Regions from separate parts of the Danio rerio genome. Here region 2 is linked to region 1. A link is a contact called in public HiChIP or PLAC-seq data. All regions are on one chromosome and are shown on one strand. The core of a region is the stretch at or near the end of the contact, and the rest is flanking DNA. Distances in the headings are between cores, read along the strand shown.

What was found. HiChIP or PLAC-seq counts read pairs in DNA pulled down with a chosen protein or histone mark.
Region 2: an H3K4me3 HiChIP or PLAC-seq map of embryo shows a contact between it and region 1, with 2.2 times the contacts expected there. The contact joins the promoter of nab2 here to the promoter of ube2v1 in region 1. A contact is called at or near these places in 1 of 18 Hi-C or Micro-C datasets (an unstated tissue) and 1 of 4 datasets of contacts at active chromatin or transcription factors (embryo).

The regions. Positions count from the first base shown.
Region 1 is chr11:2,444,035-2,450,855 of GRCz12tu, forward strand. ube2v1 (ubiquitin-conjugating enzyme E2 variant 1) reads left to right here and starts at 2,070. Exons shown (of 4, transcript NM_001037402.2): 1 at 2,070-2,134; 2 at 5,427-5,575. The coding sequence starts at 2,113. pip4k2cb (phosphatidylinositol-5-phosphate 4-kinase, type II, gamma b) reads left to right here. Exons shown (of 9, transcript XM_021479691.3): 9 at 1-72.
Region 2 is chr11:2,636,624-2,643,266 of GRCz12tu, forward strand. It overlaps nab2 (NGFI-A binding protein 2 (EGR1 binding protein 2)), which reads right to left and starts at 4,880. Exons shown (of 7, transcript NM_001114482.1): 1 at 4,373-4,880; 2 at 1-680. The coding sequence starts at 668.

The sequences.
Region 1 (6,821 bases), core at 820-3,319:
TTGCCTCTGTAAAGGTGCTGTTCTGTGTTGTATAGTATAAAGCATTATAATAAAGGTGACTTGACAAATGTATGTGAGTATTTTGAAAAAGACATATATCACTTGATATGTTTTACAGGTTAGTGTGTGTTTGCTAGGTTGCTGTATTGTGTAATTTAAACCGCATCTCTGCATTAATAAGCGCCTCATAATCTTACTGTTCACTATTGAGTCCACTAAAATGACCTTTTACGAATGAGAAAATTCTGACTTTAAGCAGATTCAAAGTTCAGGGCTAAAGCTTTTGTGTAAATATTTCAGCTTATGTCAAATAGGCCACTGTAGTGATGAAATTATTGATTTTGTAATCTGACAGAGTTTTGTAATAATCCGTTTTTAAACGTAGGCCTATTTTAGGTTACACTTTAAGTTACACCTTATTTGAAGTGTAGATTCCAACTAAAATAGATGAATTAGCTTAAATCCCACAAAGCAAACCCTACTGAAAAAGACTTGCTAAAACCAGCCTAGGCTGGTTGGCTGGTTTTAGCTGGTCGACCAGGCTGGTTTTAGAGGGGTTTTGGCCATTTCCAGGCTGGTTTCCAGCCATTTCCAACCTGGTCTTAGCTGGTCAGGCTGGGAGATGACCAGCTAAAACCAGCTTAAGCAGCCTAGCCAGGCTGGGAGTCCAGCCAAAACCAGCTATGTCCAGCTTAAACCAGGCTGGTCAAGCTAGTTTAAGCTGGTCATTTTCCAGCCTGGCCAGCTAAGACCAGGCTGGAAATGGTTGAAAACCAGCCTGGAAGTGGCCAAAACCCCTCTAAAACCAGGCTGGTGAACCAGCTAAAACCAGCCAACCAACCTAGGCTGGTTTAAGCTGGATTTGTCAGCAGGGAAATATCTCTGGGCCAGTTCTGGCCCACACAATCAGGTTTTGCTTGGCCCACATGCTGCAGTGAATTACGGTACATGACTGGACCAAGTCTGACTTCCAGATAAAGGCTAAACATGGACCATATCCGGGCAAAGGTAATAACCCATAACTGAGCCTGAACTGGGCCAGATATGTTGGTGAGTCACGACTGCATTTGAAATTGATAAACCCACAAATCATTGCGCTTTTGGCACACTATGGCCGTGCTTTTTCTTGAGGCCACCTGATTGGTAGAATTTGTTTATTTTTATTTGAAAATAATAACAAGGTATTTTAAATTTGGGTCAAGATAAGCAGAGCTTACATGTCCCACATATCCATTATTAACATCTGGGCCAAATACTACAATTTATATCTGGCCAAAGTATTGTATGCCACCTTAAAGACGGAGCCACCTCTGCCAAACCAGGGCCATGTTTGGCCCACATGCCAGTATGTATGCCAGTGCCGGATGAAAGCCTGCTGTGCCAGATTTATGCCAAATCTGGGCCAGAATTCTTTGCTACCTGGGATGTTAAGTGTTTGCTTAGCATTCAAAAGCTAGTAGTGCTTCCTACATTCCCTGTGACTTACTTAGCATAGCGGAAATTGAAGAAATATATTTATTTTACCCCTCACAGTGCATGAAGGTATTATCTAGCTACTAATGAATCTACTAAGTGCACATCAGTTGTTATTGTGATGCATTTTGGTTTGAAATGTGCAATGTTTTTGATTCCATCTGACAACATTTTATTAGGTCTAAAGGCTATTTATTTATTTGTTTATTAGTCGTATGTTTATGTTTAAACATGAATTACTAATCTTTAATGTTATTATATGTGATAATGTTGTTAGATTTAGTTTCTGATACTGATTTCGACAAATAGAACGTTAAAGTTCAAGTTATGGTTTTAACAAACTATAATACACACTTTATTTCTGCAGACTATAAAACAACTTAAAACTTAATGTGAATATTGTATAAAATATGATAAAAATATCGATAACTTAAAAAAAGCTATTTCAGCTATTTAAGGGGATGAATTTACGACATTTACAACAGTAATTTACAATATTTACAAGCATATTAAGTAGAAAATGATGACTAACTTAAGCGCATTATATTGAACTTCAATTTCCAGGTTCACCGATTATTTCATGCATAATTCATGAGGCGATTGTTCACTGTTGGCGCGTCCCCGCTGCTGAGCAACAAGATGGCGGCCGCCGCCGGATCAGGTAAATTTATGAAAAACTGCCTTTGTATCAGATTGTTTCTTTCTTTCGTATGCAAAACGCGTGTTATGATGAGATAAACCGTGGAAGAAGTGTACTTTCATTGAAGTATCGACCAGTGTTACTGTGTTTAGGCTCTCGGCATTCATGTGGGTGTGTTTGCACAGCATTAGCCTGTCAAAACCGTGGCATTTATCGCGTTTAATGTCGATGGAGTTTGTGTTTGGGTCTGTTTTAAGTGGGTTAACATCCACGTACATCGCTGTTGATCTGTTTGGGTTAATATACAACAGGGTTTTAATGTTATATGCGTATTCTGTTGGTTAGCCATGTAGCTTATTCAACTGCAGCGTCATGATAGAGAAACAACACAATACAGTGGCCGTGTCTCAAAACCTCCTGAGCTGCCCTTGCTAGACAACACCTCTGGATGTGATTAGAAACAGGTGAACTTGAGTGATGTTTTAAAATCTTAAATTTGTTAATTCGTTAAGATTTGACAATGTTAGCCAAAGTGCTGTCCATGTAGGCAGCTCGCTAATTTGAGACACAGCCAGTGATCTATGCAGACCCTAATGTTAAAAACGCCTAACGTCTTGCCTTTAAACAAAGAAACGAATATTAATAAATTCATAAGTGTTTTGTAGTCTCTGTAACACGTGTACAGAGGTAATTTCCTATTAAATACATTTTTAGGTAATTACTTATAACTCACATTCTTTAGCTTGGTGGTTTGTGCCACACAATTGCCTTCTTTATATAAATATAATTGCAGAAGTGAAACTGCACACTATTGTTTTACATATTACATATAAACCTCTTTTTTACAGCATGAACATGCTAAATTTAACTTTACATTAGACACCACCAGTTGTTTTGTTTTTGTATTATAGTGTGCACTTGTGCCGTACTAGCAGCACTGTTTCCCAAAGTACATTTCCCTTTCATTTTTCCCACAGAGAATTATAGTCTTTGTTATAGCATTTTAAGCCATGAACCACACCACCGCATCATGAACTTTGATTTGAAACAAAGAAATATTTGAAATCCGGACAAATACACAATACTCTATTTTAAATGACTGAAAGAACTACAATGCCATGAAGCATTGCCAGGGATACAATCAAATTTAACCTATAGGATATTGTGAGATCAGCGAAATTAACTTTCATCTATGATGCTTCATTGGAGTGGGTGGAACTAAATGTATTTTACATTTTCCTCTTTATGTCTGTTGGATTATTCTGCATAGCATGATGGGTATTGTAGTTTTTCTGCACAAATTTGACTATCAAATACGATTATTTTAAAAATAAGTTAAATTAATGTAAACTGAAGGGTTCAGCAAAATCACTTACAATCTAAATTAATTCTTGGAGGTCTCAAAAGGGCTGTTTTTGATCGTTTTTGTTATTTAGCATTACTATTTAAAATATTGTATCCTCTAATGTAAATTAATAGAGCATTTACTCTTCTATTTGTGTTCACAAATCGCCAATTAAAAGGTGACATTTTTATCAATTGAGTTATCGATATATTCTTATTAAATAACAACTTATTTACATTATGGTATTTTTTTAATAAAGTTGTTTACAAGACTTTTTATTTAAAAAAACAAATGTTACACACACTGTTTTCTATATGGAATGTAAAAACTTTGAAGCTCAATATCTCAAAATAATTCAGATGGCAGATAGAACCTTTATAATTTTGATTTGATTTATTTATTTTCGAACAAAACTATCATACATAAAATATCATTAATAAAAGAAATACATTTCAACATGGTCGAAAATGGAGCGGGATGAAGTGTAAGCTTAGTATTCCAAGGGGACGAAATGTTTTTTAGCAAATAGACGTTCTTTTAAGCACAAGCTTAAGGACTGAGAATCTAACAATATATACAAAATATACATGAATTACTGTAGTATGTTGCGATTCAATTTAAACACCAAGCAAGGGATAAAAAACATCTAGAATATAGTTTGACAGGCTTATCGGTCTCCTGATGCAAAGCAGAGCACTGTTGTATACGACTGAATGGCTTTTATTCAGTGTAAACAACCGTCTGACTGTACTTTATCCCACTTATTACATGACTACTTGCCCAAAAATATAAATATTAAACACATAACATTGTTTTGAGCTGTAATAGTTTAGCAATTCTTTAATTAAATGCAAAGCTGACAGAAACTAAAACAGCTGATGGAGTATACACTAACCTGCGCATTATTCAGACACAAGATGGCGCCAAACAGTCAAAACAAAGCTGACAGAAAAAACTGACTAAATAAAGCATATACTAACCTACAAATTTGTGTTATTTAGCGGTTGTTATCTTGAAATGTCACAACTGATCGATCAGAATCCAGTGTTCCAGACATCAGTGTAATAATGCTCAATAAAAGCTTTGAAAATGACACTGTGCCAACTAGTGTTGTCACAATACTGGAATTCGGTAGTGAAATTTTAAAAACGTCCATTTCCCGCTTACATTTGAGCGCATTCTTAGAAAGCGCTGATTTGCCATTGTGTTCACACTCTCAACAGAAAATGACTGTGATTGGCCGTGAAGGTCATCAGTTCACCCAACTCACCGCTGTTTATTGAGTGGAACCACAGATACAGGGACACTGGAGCATTTTAAAGCTGCGAAGATCAGCTAGTCTGTTTATAAGCTGACATACGAGTGATCCGCTGATGAATCGACTGATCTTTGTGGCTTTAAAACGCTCTAGTGTCTCTTTATCAGTGGTTACACTAGGTAAACAGCGATGAGTTCGGTGAACTGATGACCTTCACAGCCAATCACAGTTATTTCTGTTGAGCATGTGAACACAATGGCAAATAAGATTGCGCTCAAATATTATCGTAAAATGGACGTTTTTAAATTGCAGTACCGATTGGTACCGAATTCCAGTATTGTGACAATGCTAGTGCCAACTGTTTCGAACTTAACTTCTTAAACACTACTTTTATTTAACTTTAAAACTACTTCAAACTAGGCTTTCTCAAGTCACCATAAAGTTTGTCTACTCCCTTTTCAAGTTATCTGTTATCACGCTCAGCTAAAGCTGTCTTTAATCCTTTGTTTGTTAGTCAAAAACCGGTCAGTCTTTATGCTCTCCTTCAGGAAGTCCAGCTCAATGGCTTTAAGGGTTGAATGGATTCATATTTTACCTTTTTGTCCTGTGTTTTATGGTTGTTGGCCTTCAGAGCTCTGCTTCCCTTGCGGTGTCTGTTTTGTGCATTATTTGAGCGGTAAATGCTCATGTTATTGTGTGTGTTTTCGCAGGCGTGAAAGTCCCCCGTAACTTCCGGCTGCTGGAGGAGCTTGAGGAGGGTCAGAAGGGTGTTGGAGACGGGACGGTGAGCTGGGGTCTGGAAGACGATGAGGACATGACCCTCACACGCTGGAGAGGAATGATCATCGGGCCCCCGAGGGTCAGTTCACTCCGCCACTATTGATTATTGTGCTATGATGAAGGCTATTGTGTTTTACAACTGTACAACTGGATTAAGTATAATTACAAGCGCATCTGTCACTCCTCCATTGCACTCGATTAGGGCTGCAGCTATCGATTATTTTAACAATCAAGTAATCTACTACTGTAGTAATCAATTGATTAATCGGATAAGAGGAGTAATGTGTAAATATCAGTATATACACTTATGTGCTCACCGGCCACTTTATTAGGTACACCTGTCCAACTGCTCGTTAAAGCAAATTTCTAATCAACCAATCACATGGCAGCGACTAAATGCATTTAGGCACGTAGACATGGTCAAGATGATCTGCTGCAGTTCAAACCGAGCATCAGAATGGGGAGGAAAGGGGATTTAAGTGACTTTGAACGTAGCATGGGGTTTTCAGAAATCTATTAAGATTTTCACGCACAACCATCTCTAGGGTTTACAGAGAATGGTCTGAAATAGAGGAAATATCCAGTATGCGGCAGTTCTGTGGGCGCAAATGCCTTGACCTCTTGATGCCAGAGGTCAGAGAAGAATGGCCAGACTGGTTCCAGCTGATAGAAAGGCAACAGTAACTCAAGTAAGCACTCGCTACAACCGAGCTCTGCAGAAGAGCATCTCTGAACACACAACACGTCCAACCTTGAGGCGGATGGGCTACAGCAGCAGAAGAGCACACCGGGTGCCGCTCCTGTCAGCTAAGAACAGGAAACTGAGGCTACAATTCACACAGACTCACCCAAACTGGAGAATAGAAGATTGGAGAAACGTTGCTGCTCTGATGAGTCTCAATTTCTGCTGCCACATTCGGATGGTCGGGTCAGAATTTGGCATCAACAACATGAAAGAATGGATCCATCCTGCCTTGTATCATTGGTTCAGGCTGGTGGTGGTGTAATGGTGTGGGGGAGATTTTTTTGGCACACTTTGAGTCCATTAGTACAAATAAAGCATCGTGTCAACGCCACAGCCTACCTGAGTATTGTTGCTGACCATGTCCATCCCTTTATGAGCACAGTGTCTCCATCTTCTGATGGCTACTTTCAGCAGGATAACCCGCCATGTCATGCGCACCCTGCGCGAATCATCTCAGACTGGTTTCTTGAACATGACAATGAGTTCACTGTACTCAAATGGCCTCCACAGTCACCAGATCTCAATCCAATAGAGCACCTTTGGGATGTGGTGGAACGGGAGATTGGCATCATGGATGTGC
Region 2 (6,643 bases), core at 3,630-6,129, 200 kb after region 1:
TCCGGATCCAGCTGACCTCCAGGCCACGGAGAGACCAAAGTGGATGATGAAGATGATGTTGGCGTTGGTGGACCCAGAAGACGAGAATGACAAGCAAAGGGTAAAGGAGGCACGGGTTGATCTTCATCTAAATCTGCAGATCCGTATATTTCAGGGCTGAGCCAGTGAGAGTCCATTGGGGACAGCTTTTCCCTGTACAGATGGTGGTCTGGAGGTATTGGAGATGCCTGCGAACAGGGACTTTTCGGACTGTTTTCTCTAAGCGGCGTGAGGCAGAAGCCAACTTCCTCTCTTTCACATGGAGATCCTGGTTGACCGTTGCTCATAGATTTTCTTGCACCCATTATTGTTGAGTTGGCACTGCCAGCACTGTCGATTCTAAGCAGAGGAACTCCACATGGAGCCACATTGGTGGTTAGTGGCTGGTTGAATAGCGTTGGGTTTGATGCCCAGTCGCGCAGCGCTTTCTGTAATCGCCGCACATGCAGGGGTTTTGTAGCCATGCCCACAAGAGCCATAATCTCAAGAAACTCCTCTTCGCCAGCCTCACACAGCTGCTGGACATCATCGCCGCCCTGCTGGATGAAGGTGTCGTAGTACATCAGCAGGTTGGCTCGCTGTAAAACTCGGTAGAGCTGCAGTTCACCCAGCGTTCGTGGCAGAGACATCCTGATGATCAGCTGCAATGGGATTCCCAAATAATCAATCATTAGTGTTATAAGTTAATTAAATAAAAGTAATAAAAATATAGCTGCAAGCAGCGATTACGGGGCCAAGCACAAGACAAAAAATAAGCATGAAAGTACGCATCAGGGGCCTCATGCATCAACGTTGCGTACGCACAAAAACTTTGCGTACGCCAGGTTTCACGCTCAGAATCGCTCACGTTTGGATTTACTAACAATGAACTGAACGTGGGAATGTGCGCAGGTTCACGGCAGCTTTCTGGCAGGCGTACGCACATTTTTTGTGCGTGTCTGTTTTATTTCCATTGGCGACTCCTAGAGGCAGTTGTGTTAAATTCTTCTCTACAAAGTGTCTGAGCCTTGCAATGGCAGCTGTATGAGACGGGTTCATCTAGCAGGTAAATAAGGTTTCCATACCATACAGTTGAGCAGCTAAACATTAAAGCACAATTTGCAGCGGTCGCCTGTTTTCCCAATGTAATCTGAGCTATCTACTGCACACACATTGCTATAAAGACACTATCTGAAGATGAATTTGCATGCGTGAATCAGAAACATTTCCATTCAATAAATGTGCAAATAAAATATGATGCACAAACTTATAGATGATTCCTACTTGTCTTTCTCGTGATGAATAGTTGGCAAAATCTGATATGTAGCGGGGAAAAAAAGAAGAAAGAGTTCGTCAGACGCTGGATTCGAGCCGAGTTCATGCTCGAACGTGTCAAAACATGACCACATACGTCTTACGAACGCGCCACTGAGACTGTTAAGACTGCTGCAACATTTTACAGATATAAACCACACTATTTTCTTTTTTTAATGCACTCAGTGCGATGTTCAGACCCAACTGTGTTGACCGCATCAGCTAAACTCTCCCACTCTATTTTTTTCTTTTGTTGTTAATTCCGGAGAACAAACTTGCAAATAACACCGCTTTTCTCTGGTCTACCTCCGAAAGCAGCACCTCCAATTCACATTCTGTTCAAAGTTTCTCTTCTTGCTTGATTTTGCCGTTGCTTTTTCGTTGGGTTTTGCCATTAGCATAGTCATTAGCATATTCATACGGGGGAGGAGGCAGGGAGGGGTTTTGCGCTCGTGCATGTTGCGCTCAGTTTCACGTTCATTCAGATGTACAACAGAATATGCGTGAGATTCGGCGTACGCAGTGTTTCATACATCTGAATTTTTTTCTGCGTACGCACATTTACAGCTTTGTGCGTACGCAATGTTTTAGTAAGAATTCCACGCAAGTCTTCGTACATGAGGCCCCTGATCAGCTGCGAATTTGTAACTTAAAAGTGTTGTATGACCGTTTTTGACTCTTCAAATGTATAATAAATACTATTTGGAGATATTTAAGAAACATAATAGGCGAAAATATCTGAAAAACAAGAGTAAAGTCAGCTATTTTCACTTGAAAATGTACGTTCTGTGTTTTTAATTAGCAAATATAAAAACAATGCAAACGTAAACATTAGCTGAGAAGCTAATGTAATGGGTGTGACAGCCTTGCTGAAAAATCGAGCTTAAACCAGCCTAGGCTGGTTGGCTGGTTTTAAGATGGTTGACCAGGCTGGTTTTAGAGGGGTTTTGGCCATTTCCATGCTAGTTTCCAGCCATTTCCAGCCTGGTCTTAGCTGGTAAGGCTGGAAAATGACCAGCTAAATCCAGCTAAAACCAGCTTGACCAGCCTGGTTTAAGCTGGACATCAGCCTAGGCTGGTTTAAGCTGTTTTTTTTTCAGTAGGGAGACAAAGGACAGGTACGTTGTTGAAAAACACTAGTCTAAAAGATGAACTGGTTTAGTTACGGAGTGTGTGTGCAATCAGCTTCAGTGATCTGAAGAAAAAAAAGAGGTGTTTCTAGTCTTTCAGACTATTATTAGCATAAACATGAGTGAACATCTGAGCTGTTGGTAGTGCTGGAGGATTTGTGTTAGAGACTTCAAATATGCTGTGTTTGGTGTTCACAACATTTTACCAGTCCTATGAGCTGCCATTAAATTAAACGTGGAAGCAAAAGAAAAAGACAAGACAATAATGTATGGATTATACAGGGGTATATGAAATTCTGAAATTGCACAGGACTGATCATCAGGAACTAAACATGTATTTTTAATTACTTAAAAATGATATGAGCTTGAATATACTATCAATATATAACATTTCACATGCTTTGCACGTTGTTTTGGAATTGTGTTAACTATCAAACATGAGCAAAGCAGGAAGCTAGCCGATAAGCTGAATTTAGCAGATGTTACCACAATGACTGGTCTATTAAAACTCATTGTCATCTTTCCTTTTATTCTCTTTATGTTAGCATAGAAGTAGATGTTCTTTAGTGATGGAAACTGTTTACACTCATAATATTTATATTATTTGCTAATTAATAACCTCATGTAAAACTCTGAATCTGTGCCTCATTTTGGGTCTGCTACTGTCCTCCGGAGGTCGCATTTCGGTCACAGGTGCATGCTTTGAGCAATAATATCCAGCTGCAGGCCCACAGAACCACACACGTTTAAGGCACACACAATTTAGGACAAACAATCTAGGAAAACCATATATGGTTACGACGGATGTTAATGTTATTACGTCTGTTTGAACATCGAAAACGATATATTTTGATATATATGACCAGCTAAAACCAGCTTGACCAGCCTGGCCAGGCGGAGAGCCCAGTCAAAACAAGCTATGTCCGGCTTAAACCAGGCTGGTCAAGCTGGTTTTAGCTGGATTTAGCTGGTCATTTTCCAGCCTGACCAGCTAAGACCAGGCTGGAAATGGCTGGAAACCAGCCTGGAAATGGCCAAAACCCCTATAAAACATGCCTGGTCGACCAGCTAAAACCAGCCAACCAGCCTAGGCTGGTTTAAGCTAGATTTTTTAGCAGGGCTGAGGTAGATGTTAGTACCTAAATGATTCGAAGAGGTACGTTTGGAAAGCCAATGCCCCAGCGACATCTATCTTTATGACTCCTGTAATCTACAAATTAAGACTGTCTTTTAGAAAAATAAACAGTTAAGAGACTTTAAGTAAATATTAATCAATTGAAATAACTCAGTTTCATCAATTTATTAAGGATATAATGACTGTAAATCATGATGCAAACTACTGTAAGCAGTCAGAAAAACAATGCAATGGACACAGGGCTTTTCTGATTGCTTACAGTAGTTTGCATTATGATTTGCATCCATTTTAACCTTAATGAATCAATAAAGTTTTTATAATTAACAGTTGAGGCATTTAGTAAACCTTAATCAAATGAAAAACTCAGTTTCATTGATTCATTGAGGTTTTATATGAATGTAAAATATAATATAAACATTTTCTGACTGCTTTTTGCTGATTCAGATATATATATATATACATATACACACACAAATGCTGGGTTGTTTATTCAATTAATTTTAAATTACAAATTTTAACCCAATGGTTGGGTTTTTCCATATTTAACCCAACTAAAACAACCCAGCAATTTAAGTGTGTATAAAAACTGATAGCACACACACACACACACAAACTATGCACTATTTGTAAAGCATTATAATGCTTTATAACTTGCACTTAGTAAACATCATATCCAGAGATGGTGTTACTCAGCTTTTTCTGCTGCTATAAATAGCCTATACAGTTGTAGTAGTTACACTAAAAATGCAGGTAATCATGCAGTTGAACTACTCACCTCGAGAGTCTTCAAGACGGAATCTTGAGCCTCCAGTGAAAACTTCTGCCACTCAAACGAGTCAAACTTTTTGGTTCTGTAATTAGACTTCAACCTTTACGCCCTATTTCGTGTTGTTTTCTGTGCTTGTAAGACCTTATTCTGCAGATGTGAATGTTCTTGAAACTCTTGTGTTGTTGTCTCTCTGTTCTGCTGTGCGCTCAGTTAATGACGCTCCTTTCGCTGCTGTGTGGGCGCGAGAAACGCGTGGGCGGACTGCGGCACGCCATCTGACCGAATAAGAGCCTTCCTCTCCGGGCTAGGCTCTGGGGGGAGCGCCCTTTTCTTCGGGTGTGGATGCACGGGGAATTCGCTCCATTTATTAACATGTTTGCCTATAATGTTTGGTAGAAATCAATTATGTACACAGCGCTATTATGTAGTTAAAATGGGAGTCTGGTTTTAATGCAAGAGAACGCATGGGTTGTGTGTGGTGGATGGGCGCCGGAGATCACCGTGTCTGTAGGCGGGGATCGGAGCTCTGTGACGCGGCTTGAGCAGCGGGATTCCCCGGCACCACACGTCACTCTCTCTGGTTGGTGAGCACATGTAAAGAAAAAGAAGAAGAAATGAAATGTCAAATAATTTTATAGATAGATAGATAGATAGATAGATAGATAGATAGATAGATAGATAGATAGATAGATAGATAGATAGATAGATAGATAGATAGATAGATAGATAGATAGATAGATAGACAGAAAGAAAGAAAATAAGCTGCCAGAGAATGTCAGACAGACAGACAGACAGACAGACAGACAGACAGACAGACAGACAGACAGACAGACAGACAGACAGATAGATAGATAGATAGATAGATAGATAGATAGATAGATAGATAGATAGATATACCTCCATAGCCTTGTCTCACTATTCCTGTGTTGTACTTTTTTAATTGTTTACTTCAAGATTATAAAATAATCACTCACTGAAATCACTGAAACAACAGCGCCACCTGGAGGACCACGCACTTTACACTGATTTATAAATGTTTGCTCTACTTTAATGTGGAACAATGGCATTCACCCAGTGCTGTGACAAAAAAAGAAAATAAAAACATTACATTGCATTAAATGATGGTTTCATAACATCACAATTAGCTTGAATAAACTTTACCACAATAACCACTAACACTGATAAGCAGAATTTTTAAACAATTATAAATGTATTATCTAAGTGCTGACCCTACTGAAAAATCCAGCTTAAACCAGCCTAAGCTGGTTGGTTATTTTTAGCTGGTTGACCAGGATGGTTTAAGAGGGGTTTTGGCCATTTCCAGGCTGGTTCCCAGCCATTTCCAGCCTGGTCTTAACTGGTCAGGCTGGGAGATGACCAACTAAAACCAGCTTGACCAGCCTAGCCAGGCGGAGAGCCCAGCCAAAACCAGCCATGTCCAGCTTAAACCAGGCTGGTCAAGCTGATTTTAGCTGGATTTAGCTGGTCATTTACCAGCCTGACAAGCTAAGACCAGGCTGGACATGGCTGGAAACCAGCCTGGAAATGGCCAAAACCCCTCCAAAACCAGCCTGGTCGATCAGCTACAACCAGCCTAGGCTGGTTTAAGCTGGGTTTTTCTGCAGGGGAAGGAGCAGATGACATCTTTAATCACAATTAAGTGAATTATTATGGATTATTTATTGAATAATTAATTATTTTCACATAACAGTTCAGGGTTAACAGAGACCTCTGATGATGGACAAAATGTTACCTTCCACTAAAAGCAGTCAACAATGCAACCACTTTAAAGAGTAAAGCAAACCCGTTTAAAAGCTTTAAAGTTGATCCGTGTCTGAGGTTCGTAATAGCATAATACTACCCTGCGTTGAATTAGCATGCTTCTGACACAAATTAGCATAATGTTAACATGATTCTATTATGATTTAGCACATTGTTAGCATGATTCTAGCATAAATTAGCATGTTGTTTGCATGTTTCTAGCATGATTCAGCATGTTACTAACATGATTCTAGCATGCATTAGCATGTTACTAACATTGCTAGTATAACTTAGCATGATTCTAGCATGAATTAGCATGAATTAACATGATTCTTGCATAAATTAGCATGTTACTATGTTTCCGGTATAAATTACCATGGTACTAGCATTATTCTAGTATGAATTAGCATATTGTTGACATAATTCTAGCATGAATTCGCATGTTATTAGAATGATTCCGGCATGAATTATGTTACTAGCATGATTCTAACCTGGATTAGTATGTTACTAGCGTGT